2 separate regions of the Ovis canadensis genome follow, and region 2 is linked to region 1. A link is a contact called in public Hi-C data. All regions are on one chromosome and are shown on one strand. The core of a region is the stretch at or near the end of the contact, and the rest is flanking DNA. Distances in the headings are between cores, read along the strand shown.

Region 1 (7,247 bases), core at 3,190-5,689:
CCAGGAATTGAACCTGTGTCGCCTGCTGGGCAGACGGATTCTTTACCACTGAGCCACCTGGGAAGTCTCATAATTCCCTCTGTGTATAGATAAATCCCTATTGCTTATCTGCTTTACACATAGTAGTTTGTATCTGTTAATTCTTCTGATTTATCCCTCTTCCCCCTCGCTTCCCTCTTTGGTAACCATAAGGTTGTTTTGTATGTCTGTGGCTCTGTTTTGTATATAGATTCATTTGCATTATTTATTAGATTCTGCATATAAATGATATCATATATGTCTTTCTCTGTCTTAGTTCACTTGTATGATAATCCCTAGGCTCTCTATTTTGCTGCAAATGGCAACATTCCACTCTTTTGTGTGTGTGTGGCTGAGTAATGGTAAGCAGTCTTTTTATTAAACTCACGCCACGCCAGTCTATGTCTGACGCAGGATGCAGCATGCTTGGGGCTGGTGCATGGGGATGACCCAGAAAGATGTTATGGGGAGGGAGGTGGGAGGGGGGTTCATGTTTGGGAATGCATGTAAGAATTAAAGATTTTTAAAAAATAAAAAACTAAAAAAAAAATAAAATAAAATAAACTCACGCCAGTCACTCACTTTGGATCTGATGTCTGCTTTCTGCCCAGACTGGAGGATGTAGTAGTTAGCCATACTGAGAACATCCTAAGAGACACTGTCCCAGCTTAACAGGAAACACTCTATGTAATTCACCCAATGACCCCACTGGGGTCATTGAAGAGGTGGCAAGAGTACGCAGAAGAACCATACAAAAAAGATCTTCACAACCCAGATAATCACGATGGTCACCTAGAGCCAGACATCCTGGAATGTGAAGTCAAGTGGGCCTTAGAAAGCATCACTATGAACAAAGCTAGTGGAGGTGATGGAATTCCAGTTGAGCTGTTTCAAATCCTTAAAGTTGATGCTGTGAAAGTGCTGCACTCAATATGTCAGCAAATTTGGAAAACTCAGCAGCGGCCACAGGACTGGAAAAGGTCACTTTTCATTCCAATTCCAAAGAAAGGCAATGCCAAAGAATGCTCAAACTACCACACAATTGCACTCATCTCACACGCTAGTAAAGTAATGATCAAAATTCTCCAAGCCAGGCTTCAGCAATACGTGAACCATGACATTCCAGACGTTCAAGCTGGTTTTAGAAAAGGCAGAGGAACCAGAGATCAAATTGCCAACATAGGCTGGTTCATCAAAAAAGCAAGACAGTTCCAGAAAAACATCTATTTCTGCTTTATGGACTATGCCAAAGCCTTTGACTATGTGGATCACAATAAGCTGTGGAAAATTCTGAAAGAGATGGGAATACCAGACCACCTGACCTGCCTCTTGAGAAACCTATATGCAGGTCTGGAAGCAACAGTTGGAACTGGACATGGAACAACAGACCGGTTCCAAATAGGAAAAGGAGTACGTCAAGGCTGTATATTGTCACCCTGCTTATTTAACTTATATACAGAGTACATCATTAGAAATGCTGGGCTGGAAGAAGCATAAGCTGGAATCAAGATTGCTGGGAGAAATATCAATAACCTCAGATATGCAGATGACACCACCCTTATGGCAGAAAGTGAAGAAGAAACAAGAGCCTCTTGATGCAAGTGAAAGAGGAGAGTGAAAAAGTTGGCTTAAAGCTCAACATTCAGAAAACGAAGATCATGGCATCTGGTCCCATCACTTCATGGGAAATAGATGGGGAAACAGTGGAAACAGTAGCTAACTTTTTGGCGAGGGGCTCCAAAATCACTGCAGATGGTAAATTGCGGCCATGAAATTAAAAGACGCCTACTCCTTGGAAGGAAAGTTATGACCAACCTAAACAGCATATTAAAAAGCAGAGACATTACTTTGTCAACAAAGGTCCGTCTAGTCAAGGCTATGGTTTTTCCAGTAGTCATGTATGGATGTGAGAGTCAGACTATAAAAAAGGCTGAGTGCCGAAGAATTGATGCTTTTGAACTGCGGTATTGGAGAAGACTCTCGACAGCCCCTTGGACTGCAAGGAGATCCAACCAGTCCATCCTAAAGATCAGTCCTGGGTGTTCATTGGAAGGACTGATATTGAAGCTGAAACTCCAATACTTTGGCCACCTGATTCGAAGAGCTGACTCATTTGAAAAAACCCTGATGCTGGGAAAGATTGAAGGCAGGAAGAGAAGGGGATGACAGAGGATGAGATGTTTGGATGGCATGACCCACTCAACGGACGTGAGTTTGGGTAGAGTCCAGAGTCCGTGATGGATAGGGAGGCCTGGCGTGCTGCGGTTCATGGGGTTGCAAAGAGTCGGACACGATTGAGCGACTGAACTGAACTGAACTGAACGACCCCATGGAGAAATAGAGATCTGGAGAGGTAGTCTCTAGTCCAGAGTTTCAGAATGAATCAAGTGGTGGACCCAGGATTTGAACCGATAGCAATCAAGAATAACTCAGAGCCATTGTGGGAATTTTAAGCCAAGAAGTCAGGTTGGTGTTTTGAGAACGCCCTCTGGTGGCTGGATGGAGCACGGTCAGCTGAGTTAGCATCTACGCTGGCCCTGACCCCGGCACCTCCTCTTAGGAGTCCCTGCTTTCTAGGAGCCTTGGAGAAAGGCAGAACACACCCTGGTATTCTTTCCTGAGAAATCCCCTGAACATTAGCCCCTGGCTCTGCAGAGTACTCCTGTTTCAATATTTGGCTAATGCAGCGACAACCTTGAACTATATTCAGCTGTGGACACTGCCTGGGTTCCAAGATGTCTTCTTGAAGGAAGTAACGTTAGAGCAGAGCTTTAAAGGACAGGTAGTCAAGGCCTGAGAGAATCCCCCTTGTTCTGGGAAAAGGGTGCATCTCTGTGAGGGAGGGAGCCTGGCCAAGGAGGCCTGGTAAATAGGTCAGGACCCATTTGGGAAAGTACTCTGGCTTTGGCACTTTTTCTTGTAGCTTAGTTTGGACCTGCAGATTTCCCATACCATTTAGCTTCTGCGGTAGCAATGCTGTGTAACAAACCAGCCCTGACCCTCAGTAACATTCATTTAGCTCACAAGTTTGTGGTGCCTGGGCAATTTAGGCTGAGCTTGGCTGAATGGTTTTCCTGGGCTCAGCTGTGCTTACCCACAAGTCTGGGGCAGGGTAGGGGGTGGTGGTGGGGTGTCAGCTGTTGGGTGATCTAGCCTGGTCTCATCGCAACAAAAGTACAGGTTGAAATGGGTGGGGGCCCCTCAATTAAGACTTAGGCTGGGGATTGGCGCTCTGTCACTTCCAACTCATTCTGCTGGTGAAAGCAGGTCCCACAGGCAACCCAGAGTCATGTAACTACAAAGTTACATGGTAAAGAGCGTGAATACAGGGAGGGGTGAGGAATCGGGGGCCAAAATTATCATCAGCTCAGAGATCTTGGGCTCTGCTCCCCAGCAGGAGACATCAGAGCTTGTCTCTGAGAGGACCCCAGAGAGCTCCCAGGTCATGGCTCTTGGCAGAAAACTCTCAGGCCCAGGGTTTATGTGGGGAAAGTGAAAGTGAAGTTGCTCAGTCGTGTTCGACTCTTTGCGACCCCGTGGACTGTAGCCTACCAGGCTTCTCAGTCCATGAGATTTTCCAGGCAAGAGTACTGGAGTGGGTTGCCATTAGGGAACACAATAGAGAGAATGGCAGGGGGAAGAAGCTGTTGTGTCTGTACTTCTCATTTGGGTGTGGCTGTCTAGAGGGAGCTGGCGGGAAGCTTGGAAGACATCCACGTTTGCTGGCTGTTGAAGAGTGAATGCCTTATTTGATCATATCATTGCATTATCTGTTTTCTAAAAATATTTATTTATTTACTTATTTTTCTTTGGCTGCCTGAGCAATCTTTTATCGTGGCATTCGAATTCTTAGTTGCAGCATGTGGGATCTAGTTCCCTGACCAGGGATCGAACCTGAGTCTTAGCCACTGGCCCACCAGGGAGGTCCCTGCATTATCTGATTTGAGGTTTTTAATCTAAATATATTAATTTAGATCTATTTATCATTCAGTTATACATGGGCTATGTTTTTCTGAATTTTTGTCTTTAGCTCAATGAAGCCTTGCTTTGTAAATAAAGGTGCAGTTGAGGGATTCATGCATCCTAAGATCTTTGGAGTCATTTCGAAATCTTTCCTCCTAGTTCTTGTGTAAGCTTTGAGCCCTGCAAACCCGCATTCCTTCTTGTGTGCCCTGCGGAAGCCACTTAATCATCCCAGCAGTTCCCTATAGCCAGATTATGATTACCTCCATTTGACGAGCGAAGAAAATTGAGTGGTTTCCACAAGTAAGTTTCCCAGAACTTTTGCTGCTTGTAAAAATGATTGGATCCAGATGATTCTAGAACTTCCCTGGGTATTTTTTTTTTTTTTTAAGCGAGGCTTACTGGGCTGTCACCCTCAGAATGGAGACAGCTGTCTGGGCACAGAGGCCTGACCGGGACGCAGGCACGCTCCCATCTCTCTGGCAACACAGCATGCGGAACGGAGGGGCTGGTCTCTGCAGCTGTCATTCTTACAGGAACTGCGGGTGTGGGTTTTTCCTGACTCTTGATCTGGAGTAGCCTCCCTATTCTCAGGGCTCATAGGCTTTGAGAAAGTCAAGTCTGGAATAACAGCAATCCTTTTACAGCTAATCTGGCAAGCCCAAGCCCATTCTTTCACATTTGGAAGCTGTATCATTCATTTGGCTTTTCCAAGTGGCCCTAGTGGTAAAGAAGCCGGCTGTCAATGCAGGAGACATGAGACTTGGTTTGATCTCTGGGTCAGGAAGATCCCCTGGAGGAGGGCATGGCAACCCACACCACTATTCTGGCCTAGAGAATCCCATGGACAGAGAAGCCTGGCAGGCTGCAGTTCAGAGGGTCGCAAAGAGTCGGACAGGACTGAAGCAACTTAGCACACAGCAGCATCATGCATTTGGAGTATTAATTATTTTCCCTATGTGTAACCAATCAGAGCTCAAATTTCTTGATCCTTATCTCAAAGCAGTAGGAGGTACAGGGGAGGTGCCAGCCACGCAGAGATATTATTCTGGCCCAGGGCAAAGGATCTGGGTTCAGTGTTGGGCTCTTGTAATACTGATGATGTTCCAGGCTCTTCCCACTCCTATCACTGCACCCAGCTTGGAGCTGGAAGGACATTATCAGCCCACACCCTGGCACCCTCAGCCTGTGCCCACCAACCTCCCGGGAAGGCTGCCCAGGTGCAGGGACAGCCCAACGATTAGAAAGTGCTTCCAGACAGAGTCTTGAGCTAGGTTGAGTTCTGAGAGTCCCATATGTCCAATTTTTGACAACTGCAAATATTGCTGCCAGGAACATTCTTGTCTGAGTCCTTTGGTGGACATACCTATGCCCTCCTATTCAGTATGTAGGCAGGGCTGCAAGTGCAGGGTTAAAAGAGATATATATATATATATATATATATAATATATGTTTAGCAGAATACTGAGAAACAGTTTTCTCAAGTAGTTGTATACACTTGCTGAATTTTGAACCAGGGGATCGTATTGCCTGTTTAAAAAAAAAATTTAGACGTACAGCTACAAACACCACCAAATTGCCCAGACATTACTTACATTGAGTGTATTAGTTTCCAATCGCTGCTATAACAGCTGACCACAATCTTAATGGCTTAGAATAACACAAGTTTATTATCTTACAGTTCTGGAGGTCAGAAATCTTGCATAGGTCTTCTTGGGCTAAAATCAAAAGCCATCTTCTTTCAAAAGAGACTTCCCTCATGGTCCAGTGGCTAAGACTTCACGCTCCCATTGCAGGGGGCCCAGGTTGTCTCTGCTCAGGGAACTAGATCCCGCATGATGCAACTAAGCGTTCGCATGCTGGAACTAAAGACCCCACAAGACCTGGTGCAGCCAAATTCATAAATATTTTTTAAAAGGAAAAAAAAAAGGAGGCTCTAAGAAAGAATCTGCTCCTTGCCTTTTCCAGTTTCCAGAGGCTGCCTGCATTCCTTGGCTCCCAGCCACATAACTCTGACTTCCGCTTCTGTCCACACATCTCCTTCTCTGACTCTGACCCTCTTGCCTCCCTTGTATAAAGACCCAAGTAGTTACACTGGACCTTTCCTGATAGTTGTCAGGATAATCTTCCCATCTCAAGATGCTTGAGTTAAGCACACCTGCAAATCCCCTTTTGCCACACAGCATCACATAGTCACAGGTCCTAGGGATTAGGATGTGGAAATTCTAGGGGGGGCATTATTCTATCTCCCGGGCTTCCCAGGTGGCACTAGTGGTAAAGAATCCACCTGCTTAATTCAGGAGACAAAAGAGGCACGGGCTCAATCCCTGAGTCGGGAAGATCCATGGAGGAGGAAATGGTAACCCGCTCCAGTATTTCTGCCTGGAGAACCCCATGGACAGAGGAGCCTGGGGGCTACAGTCCACCGGGTCACACAGAGTCGGACACGACTGAAGCAGTTGAGCACGTGCGTACACATTCTGTCTCCCACACCGAGCCACAGTTTCGGTACCAACAGAAAGATTCGTGTCACCCTCTATGGGTCACAGATCTGAATCAGCACTGGCTGTGGTGGCTGTGAGTGGGCCATCAGGCTCTGACAAAAGAACACAGAACCCAAAATGACATCTCCTGCTTGGCAAGGCTCTCCATACCCAATTGGTCCCTGCAGAAGTGGGTGGCCAGGTCTTCCCCTATTCATTACTGAGATTTCATCTCAATATTATTCTGATAATGACTTTGAGCTCTTCTTTTTTTTTGCCATGCTGCCCAGCTTATGGGATCTTAGTTCTTTGACCAGGGATCAAACCTGTGCCCCCTGCAGTGGAAAGGCAGAGTCCTAACCACTGGACCATCAGGGAAGTCCCAGAGCTCTTCTTCTGTACAAGGTGATGTTCTAAGAGCTTCATGAAGACTAAGTCATTTTGCATGAACGGACAACAACAACCACACTACAAATTATGATTATTCCACTGTACAAATGAGGATACTGGGGCACAGAGAAGTTAATGAATATTTCCAAGGTCACACAGCTAGGGAGTGACAAAGCTGGGATTCAGTCCCTTGTTTTGAAAGGGCTACAATCCTCTGTAGTGAGGCCAGCATCAATGCACAGCATTTCTACCCTAGGCCTACGCTCTCCTTTCTGGAGCACACAACCTTGCACCTTGAGGAATATTTCTAAGTGAGCAATGTCATCTTCAGTTGGTTTTCCCTCCCGGAGACTTGAGTCTTGAGGGAGGAGAGAGCCACCTTGTGGTGAGACA
Region 2 (7,247 bases), core at 1,742-4,241, 67 kb before region 1:
AGGATTTTAAGTGTCCATTGTACGAATGAATGAACGAAATGTTAGATTTTTAGGGGATCAGGATTAGACTCAAGGAGTTTAGCTGCTAGGAGGTGGTTAGGTCCAGTGGTTTAATTGCTAAGGTGTGATGTTACCTTGGGCTTCCCTGGAGGCTCAGCAGTAAAGAATCTTCCTGCCAATGCAGGAGACTCAGGAGATGCTGGTTTGATCCCTGGGTCGGGAAGATCCCCTGGAGGAGGAAATTGCAATCCACTCCAATATTCTTGCCTGAAAAATCCCATAGGCAGAGGAACTTAACAGGCTACAGTCCTTGGGGTTGCAAAGAGTTGGACACCACTGAGTGACTGAGCATGCATGATGTTACATTTGGGGTTTAGCTGCTGGGGGCAATTACGTTAAGAAGTTTCACTGTGGGAAGGGTGTTTAGTTTCACGGTGTCAGGGTCCAGCTGCCCTTTGAGTATGTGTGTGAATGGGGTGGACACTAGATTGGGAGGATTCAGCCACCTTGCAGGGTGAGGCTGAATGAGAGAAAAGAGACAGCCTTAGTGAGCTGGCTGTGGGTAGCCATGTCCCCAGGCTGCTTCTTGCTTCCTCTTTGCTTATCTTTCCATCTTGGTCTCTGTCTTTTTCTCTCTGAAGCTCCTAATCTTCCATTTATTCATCCAACACAGTCATGAGATCAAAGAAAAGATGAAAGAAAAGATGGCAGAACATTCTGAGAGGTTTGCTCCTGTCCCAATTTAGGACTCAGAGCTTCTTGCCAAAACTATGGCTCTATCCTCCTTTGCCTCATGTCTTCAATTTCTTACCTTCTAGTCCACTTTCCCTGCCCAGAATCCTTCCTTAGCACCCCCAGAGCGAGGGGACTTGGTGCTTCAGGGTCCTATCCCAACCTTCTTTACAGTCCTGCTGAATTCTTACCATTCCCCAAGTCTTTGCATGTGCTGTTCCACTTACCTAGAATTCCCTTCCCTCTCCTTCTCTACCCAAAGGGCTACTGGCAGAAAATGAGGGAGAAGGTTTAGCTACAGTGATTTTTATCCTCCTGTCTTTTTCCTGAAGGGAAGCAGTTTGGGAGCTTCTCTCAACCTGTTGTTCCACTGACCTCTGAACTTTTCCTTCCCCAGGCTGTGCTAAGACCTTGTACCACTCAGTTCATGAAAAGATCTTCACTCTTCCAGGAAACTGTCTGATCTACCCTGCTCATGATTACCACGGTGAGGGCTTCCTGGAGGAGTTGTGGGATTTACATAATTTAGCTTTTGAGAGGGAGCACTGAACTGCTGTCATCCTCGTGTGGCTCTTGGACTACAAGTCCCAGGAATTCCTCTGGCCAAAAAGATCAAGTGCTGAGGTATACAGAGGGTAGATGTAGAAAATATAATGCCTGGAATTCCGGAAGGCATAGGCTTTCCTGGGACTTCCTTATAGACCTTAAGGAACTGGGAAACTACATTTCCCATAGTGCCTATTGGTTAGGGGGAAAGCAATCTGTTAGTCCTGGGCCAGAAATGTACCCTGAGGCCTCCTGGGAAATGTAGTTCTGGGAGGCCAGAAGCACTGGACAATTTGACATTCCTCCCCACTCCCTTGGCCATTAGGGCTTACAGTGTCCACTGTGGAGGAGGAACGGACGCTGAACCCTCGGCTCACCCTCAGCTGTGAGGAGTTTGTCAAGGTCATGAACAAACTGAACCTGCCTAAACCTCAGCAGATAGGTGAGTGGCTGAGGATCTGGACTCCTGGATCTGAGGGAAGGAGCTGGGGGTCTGGACACCTGGGTCTGAGGGAGGAGGTGCTGAGGGTCTGGACTTTTCTCAAAGAAGAAGAACTATTGGGATGTCTGGGTCCCCAGTGGGGCAGAGGGGAAGACAGATGGTCTGCTTGGGCCCCTTTGTTTCACTCTTAGCTTCTTCGTTTCAGACTTTGCTGTTCCAGCTAACATGCGCTGTGGGATCCAGACACCCCCTTCCTGACCGACCCTGCCTCTCAGGCCACAGCTTACATCCGTTAAGAATGCACTAGGTGGGGTGAGGGGAGCCGTGCCATCACTGGGGCCTCTCTCCTCTTCCCCTCCCTTACTAGCCCCCTCAAGCTTCTTAAATAAAAATCTTTTTTCTCTGAATCTGACTTCTGTTTTCTGGGGGAACCAGTGAGTTTCTGGGCTGAGGTATCTGCGGTTAGTTCTGGTCCCTGGAGAGGTCAGGGAGCAAGGCAGGATAAAGGTCCTGGGAGCCTGGAAGGAGGAGATTTTTGTAACTCATAAGAGAGAAGCAAACAAATATGTGGGGCAGGGTTTCTCAGCTCCTTGGATTAGAACAGTCTTGAATTTAAACCACTTGCCCTGTGAGACCCAGAATAAAGTGCTTCAATTCTCCCAGCCTCAGTTTCTTCATCTGTAAAATGGGAATAATAGAAATAATAATGGGGTATTGTGATGATCCAATGAGTTCATATACATGAAGTGCTTGGCACACTGCCTACACTGCAGATTTCCTATCAGTGTTAGCTATTATTGTTACTATCTTTTCGAATGATCTCTCAGGGACTTCCTGGCTTGAATGACAATAAGCCTAATGGTAAAGACTATGGATTTTCCAGAGAACAGATATGTTGCTCACATTAACAACATGTGTAGACTCTGGGTATGCTTGCCCCCCTCAGCCTCAGTTTCCTGACTATAAAATGGAGATAGTAATTTCTCTGTAAGCTGCTGTAAAGATCAAATAATTTAATGTGTATAAAATGTTTATACTTTATATAGGCAGCTCCTGACATCCAAAAATCCTTTCTCACATAGCAGTTATTTTCCTGTTTTTGCTCAGAGAGGAAAGGGTCTGGCTGAGACCTTTAACCTCTGCCCTCCACCCATAGCAAGGTGGGGGGGCCACACTTCCCGCTGTCTCTGGGCGGGCCTCTGACTCAGCTCAGGGCACCCCCTCCTCTTGTCCAGCTCCCCAAACCGGTTGGGGCCCTTCTAAAGTGCTCATTAGAGGGGAGAGGCCCCTACCTCCATTCCCCTCTTCCTCTCAGGATTCTCAGAGTCTGGGCATTAGGGAGGCGCTTTTACACAGGTGACCAAGGCGCCTGGCCCCCCGGGGGCAGGACTGGGGGCGCTGGAGGCAGAGCCGGGGGGGTCGTCATGCTGGGTTTCCCTAGGGTGGGGCCGGTGGGGCCAGGATGGCTCGATGCCGCGGCTGCGGGCGGGGCAAGCTGGTCGCTCCCTCCTCCCTCGAGAGCTGTTGGACCTGTTGTCCCCCACTCCACTTCCGGGCTGCTGGGGAGGGGGACCGAGCAGCCTGTCTCTCCTCCCTCTTCCCCAGCGACCTGTCCAGCGGGCAGAAACTGCTGCGCCGGAGCGCAGAACGGAGCGCGCCGAAGCCTGAGCCGGTGAGGGGGCCGGGGCTGTGGGGGTCGCGGGGGCTGGAGTTCTGGAATCTCGCTCTCGAGGAGCCGAGGACTCAAGGCTCCTGGTTTGTCAGGAGAGGGAGACCAGGAGACCCGACTCTCCGATCCCTGGGTGAGGCTGCAGGGGCACGGCTCCCTTACACAGCGGGGTCAGAGCTGAGACTACGGGGCTCCAGAGAGGACAGAGCGGAACCCAGCTCCTGAGTCCGCGAAGCAGATGGTGATGGGGTCGCTCTAAAGTGGTCCAAGGGGATAGTTGGGGGCGGGTGGCAAAGTACAAGGCTCGACACCTGGATAGCAGGGAGGCGCCGGTAGGGGGCGTACTACGACCCGGACTCAAATTCCGGTCCCGCCTCTTGGGGCGTGACGCCCCAGGAGCCACGAACCCCGCCCCTAGAAGCTCCAGGCCCCGCCTCTGGAATGCTCAGTCCCATCCTTTGAACTCTCAGGCCCCGCCTCTGGAGCGCTCTCCGGAGCTTTCGGGCGGGAAGCGCCGGCCCCCTGGGCCACGCCCCCAACTCCTCCGTAACCCCAGGCCCCGCCCACCCGACGGGAATTCTCAGCGGCCATGGGGACGCGGAGCAGCCCGGACCTGGAGACCCCGCCGGCGGCGGTCCCGGAGTGCGACACAGAGGTCCGATCTCAAGGGGCCTCCAAGCCCCGGGGGCACCCCAAAGACTCCCGCGAGCGGGAGGCGCCCGAGGCCCCGGCAGAGCTTCCGAGCGGCCAAGGAGCTGAGCAGCAGGCGAAGGAAGAGGAAGAAGTGGGAGAAGGCAGCAGCACCGAAAGCAGCCACGATGCGGTGAGGGACCCGGGGGGCGAGAGTCACTGGGTGGGGGGGACCCAGAGGAGCAGACCCAAGCGGGCGACAGAGACACAGAGAGCCAGGTATAGGGAGACCAGATAGAGACCGAGAGACGGGGACACTGGGAGACAAAGATCCAAAGGGGTCAAGGGACACTGCGAGAGCAGGGACAAGAGACTCAGAGGGTTGAGGATAGGCACAGACAGAAACCCAGAAACAGTGATGCTCAGAGAAGCAGAAAGAGAGACAGAGAAACCTTGAGGCAGGGAGATACTCCGAGGGAGAAAGAAACATAGCGATTCAGAGACAGAAGACATACTGAGTCAGGCAGATGAAGCCCAGAGAAAAGGGGGAAAGGCTCAGAGACCCGGGGAGAGAGAAAGAGATGCAGAACCTTCGAAGACGTGAGGCCAAGACAATGGGAAACAGCATCCTTGAGTCAGCGTTGTGCCCCCTCCCCGGACTGCGAGTCCCTGAGCCACCTCCTGGGGCCGAGCAGTCATCGGACCTGCACCCTCCCCGCCTCGGATAAAAGAGCTTGGTGGCTGAGGGTCGCTAACTCAGACTCCCACCCCCACCCCCCGCCCCAGAGACCTATTTAGTGACGGCAGGGGGCGAGTCCTCCCCAGCTGACTAGCCCTCTTCAACCTCAGGCGGAGGCTCCGTCTCCAGTGCAGACCCCGGCCAAGCCCCCCGCACCAGCTCTGTCCGGAGAAGGGGTGCGAGGGGCGGCGCGGCGGCTTCGCGCGCAGCAGCTGGAGGCCCTGACTCGCGTGGCTTTAATGGAGCAGCGAGTGAAAGAGCTACAGCGTCAGAGGAAGGAACTGAGGATCGAGGTGAGGCTGCAGACCCCTTGGGAAGTCTGGCCCCAACTCGTGGGGAGCCCCGTCAGGCCAGGACCCCAGTCCTTTACACCCATGGGAGCCGAGTCTCAGGCCTCCTGCTCCATGCTCTCTTCGAATCCAGGAGTTCGGATTCCCAGCTCCTTCGATCAGACCCAAGCAGGCGTCCGCGCGCCACCACCCCTTCCTTGCTCTCAGTCCCAGGCCTCTGGGTCCCAGCTCTTGCCTTCTCTCTGCAGATGGAGGTGGAGGTGGCCCTGCTGCGGGGTGAGCTGGCTGGGGAGCGAGTGGCCGCTCGGCGGGAGGAGGAGCAGCTTCGCGAGCTGCTAGGGCAGCAGGTGGACTCAGAGAAGGGCGGCCAGGAGCAGCGGGAACAGGTGTGTTTGCCCTGCCGGACCTTCATCGTCGGTTCTCTTCCTTGTTGGACAGACATTCCTGTGGCAATCCTGGGACCTGGGGCCCGGGTTGCACCCCCTGTTGCCCAAGCCATGATACTGGGGCTGGGGGTGGGCAGCGGCGGGGACCTATGCCTGTCTGTTTCCCTCCTCCCTCTCTCCTGTATGACTTAGGGGCCTGACTCACTGGGGCGTGTTCCCTTGCCCCATTTCTCTGTGCTCTCTAAATGTTGTTTTGTGAAAAATGTCAAACCAACAAAAAATAGACTGTTGCCATGTGGTGTACTCCCCAGTTCAGCTGCGATGAATCCTCCGTTCCTGTTTCATGTCCTCTAGTTGGCTTCCCTGTCCCTAGATTTGAAATCCAGTACCAGACATCATGTTGACAGTGAATACTTCAGTTTTTTAAGAGCTCTTTTAAGAAAACATCACCCCTATGTCATTATCACATCTGAAGAATTACTATCTCATCTCCAGTCCGTTTCCATGGGTCCCAGACTGTCTCAAAAACAATGGCTAACAGTTGGCTGTTTGAATCGGGTTATCGTAATGGGTTGCAATGTCTTGCCTGTGTTGTTTCTCCTCTAATGGTCCCTGCCTACTGTTTTTTTCCCCTGAACTCTTTGTTGAAGAAACCAAGTCCTCTGTCCCATGGTCAGTATGTGACCAGTTGGACGCCGGGGGTGTCCTTTATCTCGTTTCGCTTCCTGGAAGCAGGTGGTTGATTAAATGTATAAGATGGATCAGATTCGGATGTGCTGTGGTGCATTTGGGGCACTGGGCCTGGGGGATGTTCTCTCTGATTCTCCAGACCTCAGTGAGGTCACTCTGATCCCTTCCTAATAGTTACTTACCTAAAGGCTTTAACATCCATTGTTGGTCATTGCTTGATGGGAGAGTGCTGCCCGTTGGAAAATGGTAACTTTGTAATTCTATCAGTCTCTCTCTTTGCCCTTATCTTACATATTGGAATTTCCTGGGGTTGGATCCTGAGTCTTCAGTTACCTCAAAGAGCCTGTATTTCTCCCAGCCCTGATTTCCCTCTCAAAATCTAGACCTATGTGTCCTGATTTCTAGGATATTGGTTCCTAGATGCTCCTTCTTCCCCTAGGACCTGGGTTTCCAGACCCCAGCCCCTCCTGCCTTAGATACAAGAATCCAGGTCCCCAGCCCCTCCTGCCTTGGATCCAGGAATCCAGGTCCCAAGCCCCTCCTGCCTTGGATCCAGGAATCCAGGTCCCAAGCCCCTCCTGCCTTGGATCCAGGAGTCCAGACCCCCAGTCCCTCCTCCCTCAGACCTAGGAATCCAGGTCCCCAGCCCCTCCTGCCTTAGATCCAGGAGTCTGGCCCCTTCTCATTCACCATATCCCGTGCTGACCTCAGCAACTCCCTTTTCCACACCATCCCCGTCTCACTGTCCCTTTGGTCACCAGGCCAGAGTCCTGAGCCTCATTCTGCATGCCTCCTTATCTCTCACCCTAAGCCTGTCAGTCACCATGTCCTGTTCTTTGTGCCCCCTGCATCTCTCTTGCTAGTTTATCTCCTTTATATCTGCCCTGCCTAGACCTCGGGCGAGGTCACATTCTTTTTTTAAATTTTCATTAGTTACTGATTTTTGGCTGGACTCAGTCTTCGTTGCTGCGTGCAGGCTTCCTCTAGTTGCAGTGGGCGGGGGCTGCTCTCTGGTTGTAGTGCTGGGGCTTCTTGTTGCTGTGGCTTCTCTTGTCACGGTACTTGGGCTCCAGAGTTCAGGCTTCAGTAGTTGGCCTGCGGCATGTGGGATCTCCCCAGACCA

Evidence for each region. A called contact is a pair of places that touch in the nucleus more often than the background predicts.
Region 2: a Hi-C map of fibroblasts shows a contact between it and region 1, with 4 times the contacts expected there. The contact joins the promoter of PHLDB3 here to the enhancer-like site in region 1. A contact is called at or near these places in 2 of 2 Hi-C or Micro-C datasets (fibroblasts and lung).

The regions. Positions count from the first base shown.
Region 1 is chr14:64,711,908-64,719,154 of ARS-UI_OviCan_v2, reverse strand. No RefSeq gene overlaps it. Among named protein-coding and RNA genes, the nearest start is that of TRNAE-UUC, 5.5 kb to the right of the region's middle. Within about 2 kb of position 4,439, the one cell type or tissue checked has open chromatin away from gene starts, as enhancers often do. A contact at or near this core is called in fibroblasts, where this site is marked.
Region 2 is chr14:64,777,691-64,784,937 of ARS-UI_OviCan_v2, reverse strand. PHLDB3 (pleckstrin homology like domain family B member 3) reads left to right here and starts at 2,991. Exons shown (of 17, transcript XM_069549140.1): 1 at 2,991-3,076; 2 at 3,326-3,392; 3 at 3,485-3,522; 4 at 3,946-4,212; 5 at 4,869-5,051; 6 at 5,297-5,434. The coding sequence starts at 3,979. It overlaps ETHE1 (ETHE1 persulfide dioxygenase), which reads left to right. Exons shown (of 7, transcript XM_069550957.1): 5 at 1,130-1,219; 6 at 1,604-1,720; 7 at 1,926-2,127. The coding sequence ends at 1,978.